2 separate regions of the Gossypium hirsutum genome follow, and region 2 is linked to region 1. The links are chromatin contacts, called in public Hi-C maps. All regions are on one chromosome and are shown on one strand. The core of a region is the stretch at or near the end of the contact, and the rest is flanking DNA. Distances in the headings are between cores, read along the strand shown.

Region 1 (3,020 bases), core at 247-2,746:
AGGGAGCCTTCACTTATATAGGGAAGCCCCTTTTGATCCAACATTTATAATCAATCTTAATGGACGACCTAAATTTATCCTCTAGAACTTTTCCAACTATCCTATTAAATGTTATTCAAGTGTGGAGAGTTATAGAGCTTTTAGAATCCAGTCCCTTCTTCGAACTTCTAGAGTCTTATGAGATGTTCCGCCAACATCGTGGCTTGTTTTTCTTGTCTTCACTCCATTCCAAACATGTTGTTGTGCTTTGGGTAGCTTTGCTCACGGGCTGACTATGACTCAAGCTAGGTCTATTACCTACTTGCTCCTTAAGCATGTCTATTTTAAAGCTTTTTGTATTGTTAATATTTTAATAATTACTATTAAATTTATCAATATAGCTATATTTATCATGAATGTGTATTTTTTTAATAGATATGATGTATGTATATGTATGTGTATATGTATAAGTATAATAAAAGGTAAACTACACTAAGGTCACTAAACTATTAGTAACTTTATATTTTGGTTATCCAACTTCAAAAAGTTACAAAATGGTCATTTAACTGTTCAAAAGTTTTCATATAAGTCATTGGGTTGTTAAAATTGCTATTGTATGGTTTTCTTTGTTCGCATTGCTTACATAAATCAAAAGCTCTCCTTCCTCGTCTCTTTTATTGTTCAATTTTTTTTTACTAAAATGGCTTTGAATGTCACTAATATGTGAACCAAAATGCAAACAACTTTCTTCTCTGATCTCCAAAACTAATCGTTAGATCAACTTGGACCTAAGGTATGTTCTTCCACTTGTCGATCAGCATTGATCCACCGTATCGAGCGTTGAATCATGGCTTGGAGCTCGCTAGTTGGACTTTAAAAAAAACTTAAAACCCTAGTGACTTAAATAATAACTTTTGAATAGTTTAGTGACTTGAATGAAAACTTTTCAATAGTTTAGTGACCATTTTGTGAGTTTGTGAATTTGAGTGACCAAACATAAACTTACTAATAGTTTAATGACATTAAATATAGTTTACACTAGGTTTAAGATGCAATTTTGAACATCTTCAAGCACTAAAACCATCATAATTCTTATGAAAAAAACTAAGAAACAATTATCTTCCAAATTCTATACAAGACGACAAAACCAGCCAAGAATACACAATCTTTCTAGTGAGAATTGGACAACTAAGCGTGTGCGGGGAGGGACAAAATCTGCTATCATCTAATTTGTTGGGTCTCATTCAATTCCAACAAACATAAAATGACAAATGGACAAAAACTTAATATCTGAAGGTGACTTGGTCGGCCGATTCATATGTTTTCTGGCAACTGTACAACTCACATAAATGACTTTGCATACTTTATCCTTTTTCCTCGTTGGATTATGGGGCTTTTCAGATTTTATTATTTTAGTGTCGTCACCTGACTAAAGACAACTCCATGAATGTTTCCCAAGTCATATGTTGAGCACCAGTGGTTTGGTTTGGTTGGATGTTTATTAATCATACCCTCGTGTGTATGTCCTGCTTGATCCGACGGTTGTAATGAAGTCAATTATTGAGGAGTCGTAAGTTGGTAGCCGTAGGATTGCTCGCTGGCACCCCAAAGTATACTTGGCTAATTGTGCAAGTTTTATTATTGCCAAATCAGTTTTGGCTGGAAAGAAGCTTGCTTTAAGCCAATGCTTAATTTTGTCAAGATTTGGTATAATAAAATATTAGGAACAATTAAGGTGGATTTATATATGATAGTACAAGTTTAAAATAATGTTTTGACAATTGGCATAATTATAAACCAATTCAAATTTAATAGGGCTAAGTAACAATTGGACGGCTTGGATTGAAGAAAACAAAATGAAAGCAATAGCAGCCGATGAGAAAATGAAAGGCTACGGGATCATCTATAAGAAAATGCCAATTTTCTATTGCTTGCAAGCCCTTCGGCTCCCAATTGGGCTGAAGGGCCACAATATCTACAGTCGGATTTTGACATTTCTAGAGCGTAGACTAGAATCACATGGATGATGCCGATTAGGGATATTAGCAGCTTGATTTCAAAAGAAAATCCCACTACGTTTTATATGATTTCTTTTCCTCCAAAAAAAGGAAAGGAAATTACTCGGTACATATACATAAATGTTCCAGCTGCATCAGCAACAAAAGCCTAAAGTCAGACATATCTAAATATTTAGGTTTAATACCTTTTTTCTTTTTGTATTATAGTTAAATTATCACTTCGATACATATATTATTTTTCTCAATTTAACCTTTATATTTTTATTTTTATTATCAATTCAACTCCTATATTTTAACTCTATAATCCGCTTTACCCCAAATCAATTTTTCATTAAAAGAATTTAACTAACAAATGGCACGATAGGTTAAGAAAGAAAAATGTTCACTTAAAAATTTTAAAAAATATAAAAAAAAACTTTACAAAATCCAAAAAAAGTTATTAAAACATAGAAAATTATAAAAACTAAAAACACATAATCTATTTTTGAAAATTATAAAAATATTTTTAAAAATTATACGTATGTGAAACTTCAAAAAAAAATTACAAAATTAGTTTGAGTAGAACTTTAGTTTGGAAAATTTTATAATTTTATGAAAAATTTTAAGAATTTTATTTTTTTCATAAAATTTTATGGTTTTTTTTTGCACTTTTATGAATTTTAAATATTTTTAAGGAATTTTGAGTTTTTTTAATTAAGAAAAACCACAAAACTTTAAAAAATCATAAAATTCTAAAATTTTCTTAAAAAACTTAAAATTCCAAAAAAAAATTGAAGTATCAGATACTTATAACTTTAAAAATATTTTTTTTATAATTTCCAAAAATAGATTACGATTTTTTTGTTAGTTTTTACAATTTTCCAAATGTTTTTTTGGTCTTTTATGATTTTTTTAGATTTCTATTGATATTTCTATTTATTTAATTTTAAGTGCTTTTTTTTACTTTTTTTGATACGTGGAAGCCTATCATTGGTTAATTTAATTTTTTGACAAAAAAATGGATTAAGGTTAACAGCTTGTACA
Region 2 (3,122 bases), core at 390-2,889, 250 kb before region 1:
CAAAGAAAACCATCCTTTATTTTTTCATGAATGCTTTCAAACACTGAAATACATGAAAATCGAAAAAGAAATACATCTGTAAGAACCAAGCGGTCTTAACCCTAAAACTAACTGATATTCAAAGATTAAAACAGAAATCCATTAAAAAGAAACAAAGGCAATATGATAACAGAGATTGAAGTAATCTAAACCAGATTAGTAGAACCTAAGTCCAAGCTCATTTATTAGCTTGAAGAAACCAACAATTATCCAATTATAGGCACCAAAAACAGAGCCCTAAATATCCAAACCACAGTAATTTTCCTAAACCAAAAATCTAATTATCCAATTATATACAACAAAAATAGTTACCAAGAGATTGCTCCATGATAAAAAAAAAAACTTCCTTTTCACTATGGGGAATCTTCTGTTTTATGTACAAAAAGACGAGAGAAAAGTTTTTAACTTTTTTGAAAAGCTTACATGAAGTTTAAAATTGATTTTCAAACCCCAAAAGGAACCCTTTTCCCCTTTTTTTTTTCCAACAAAAGCTGCCATCTGTTGTGTTTATACCTTTAACTAGATCTAATCCACAGCAATTATTTATAGAGGAAAAAAAATCACAGATTGGTTTAAATCAAATAGATGAAAAAGATGCAGTAAAAAACAAAAGGAGAGAATATCAGAGATCTGAAACAGATCCCAACAAATACAAAAACCCAAAAGAGAGAAACAATCATTCAAGAAAATATATTAAAATAAATGATAGTAGCTGTACCTTTATGATTCAGAACATAAAAATTTCATCAATATTTCACTGCATAAAGGTTAGAGAAAAGGGAGAACCTATGGAGTTTTGGGGTCTTCACTCTTCAAAGGAAGCAAAGCAAATAATAAAGAAACAATCTTTTCATTTAGAAGCTTTAAAAGCAAAGCTTAAAAAAACCCCAAGTTTGAAGAAGGTTTGGGGGTTTTAAAACAGAGGAATATTGTAAATTAATGAAGAAATGAGTGAGTTGTAATTATCGAAAGATTAAAACTCCACAGCTACTATCTGTTATTAATGGCTGAGAGAACCAAACACTCTCAATATTTATTATTATTTTAATGGATTTGGGTTTTTGCCTGAGAGACTCCAACATCATTCCTTCACTTTCCCCATTCCCATTTGTAGAACTAAATTAACCAAACTGATAACACCACTTTACCTGTTCACTTTCTCAGGATTTAAAAAAAAAAACAAATTTTCTTTCCAACCAAACAGCAACAACTACAAATACAAGGAAAAAAACCATTACCTTTTTTTTTCTCTCTTTTTCCCTTTTGACTTCGTTTTTTTCGAACCTGACAAGAATCTTAGCTCTGTTCCTCAAAGTCAAAATGGTTAAGTTGATATTGTTTTTCGCCGGAGAAGCTATTTAGTATCGAAAACAGCAGAGGGCTAACAAAAAAAAAAGGGAAGGTTAAAGTGGAAGTGGGAATAGAGTGAAGATGATGATGATGACGGTGATATCGCGTGCACGTGTAGGTTTGTTAGGTACCCCACCCCTGGCTACTTTCATCCTCCCCACTTTTTGCGAGTCAGACCCTCTCTTCCTTTGAGAACTAATCATCGACAACGGTTTTCACTTTTCATTTTACAACCTATGGATCAGACGTTGAATCGGGTTTACATCTACCCCTTAATTATATTTACGTTGACTTTTAATTTTAATTTTTTAAAAATATACACACCCAGGTTATCTAAGTTTACATTTTTATTCCTATCTTCCAAAAGTTTCAAAATATATATGATTAAATTTTAAATTATTAAATTATTTGAAATTTTTTTATTTAAGTTACTAGATTAAATTTTTTTTAAAAATTTCGGTTAACAAGTTCTAAGTAATAATTTGATGATTAGTACATTAGATCGATACCCATTGACAAGCAAAAAAACATACTTTATATCTAAATCTATTTTATGACCAATTTTAGATTTTACATTCAAAATTATTTCATTAAAATAAATTATAAAAGAGAAAAAAATTCAATTAGTACAAACGATACGAAAAAAAAATCATATAATAACATTATTTATAAACATAAAAGCCTAAGTTGTATCCCAATTAATCTCATTAACCTCCCCAGATATAGAAAAAAAAATAGTAACAAGTGATAACGATAATAGTTATATATTTGAGGAGCAATTTTGTGATTTTAAATTAAACAAGATAATGAATATTTTACTAAAAAAAGCCTATAAACTTTATTTACCATAATGGGCTAAAAAAAATCAAAATGTACCTACATGAAAGCATTTTAAGGAAGAATTTTAGAAAAATGCGCTGATGTAAGCGTACTTTTGTTTGTGCTCAAATTAAATTTTAAAAAAAATGTCATTTTTTAAAAATATTATAAAAATAGATAATTTTTTTGAAAATTTACGAAAATAAGCCTTTACAAAGACCCAAAGTGGTAACACTATTTTATTTTTGCTGACAGATCTTTATATAGACCAAAGTCTTATTTCTCTTTTTTTTTTAAGCAATGTAGGATGTGAGATATATGTATATATAGACTCATTAATAGGTTTACAACTTGTTCTTAGATAATGTAGGATTTCTTCCCCTTTTAACTAATAACATAAAATTAAAGGCTACACTATATTTTATATTTGTTTACTTATAGAGTTTAATTTTTTTTTTACAAAAAGTTAATATTTGTTACATTATAAATACAATTTTTAAACTCCACAAGTAAAAAAATTATAAAATATAAAATAAGTATGGTAAAATATTTAAAAAATTACTAAATGAGTGATCATTTTGTAAGTTTTCATAATTCAATAGCCAAAAAATCGTAGTTAAGTGACTACTAATGTAATTTAATTTAGATATAAAAATATGAAAAATAATTATTATATTTTATGTATATTATATATTTCTATAAAAGAAACTTATTTAACATAATTATATACTATTTTTAAATAGATTATCTATCTAGTTAAAATACATTTAAAATAAATTTATTAGCATTCATTAGGTGATGAAAATTAAATTAAAATTAGGATTATAAAAATTTATGAGTATAGTAAAATATTAAAAAAATAAATATTTAAAAAAAGAGATATCAATAATATACTATTTAAGTACCAAATACTC

What was found. Hi-C and Micro-C count contacts between places; a contact is called where the count stands out from the background.
Region 2: a contact with region 1 is called in a Hi-C map of hypocotyl, with 3 times the contacts expected there. The contact joins the promoter of LOC107894985 here to the enhancer-like site in region 1. A contact is called at or near these places in 9 of 34 Hi-C or Micro-C datasets (callus, hypocotyl and leaf).

Annotation. Positions count from the first base shown.
Region 1 is chrA13:52,667,602-52,670,621 of Gossypium_hirsutum_v2.1, reverse strand. No RefSeq gene overlaps it. Among protein-coding and RNA genes, the nearest start is that of LOC121213189, 33 kb to the left of the region's middle. Within about 2 kb of position 1,496, at least 4 of the 9 cell types and tissues checked have an H3K27ac peak or open chromatin away from gene starts, as enhancers often do. A contact at or near this core is called in hypocotyl and leaf, where this site is marked.
Region 2 is chrA13:52,919,900-52,923,021 of Gossypium_hirsutum_v2.1, reverse strand. It overlaps LOC107894985, which reads right to left and starts at 1,639. Exons shown (of 5, transcript XM_016820151.2): 1 at 1,278-1,639.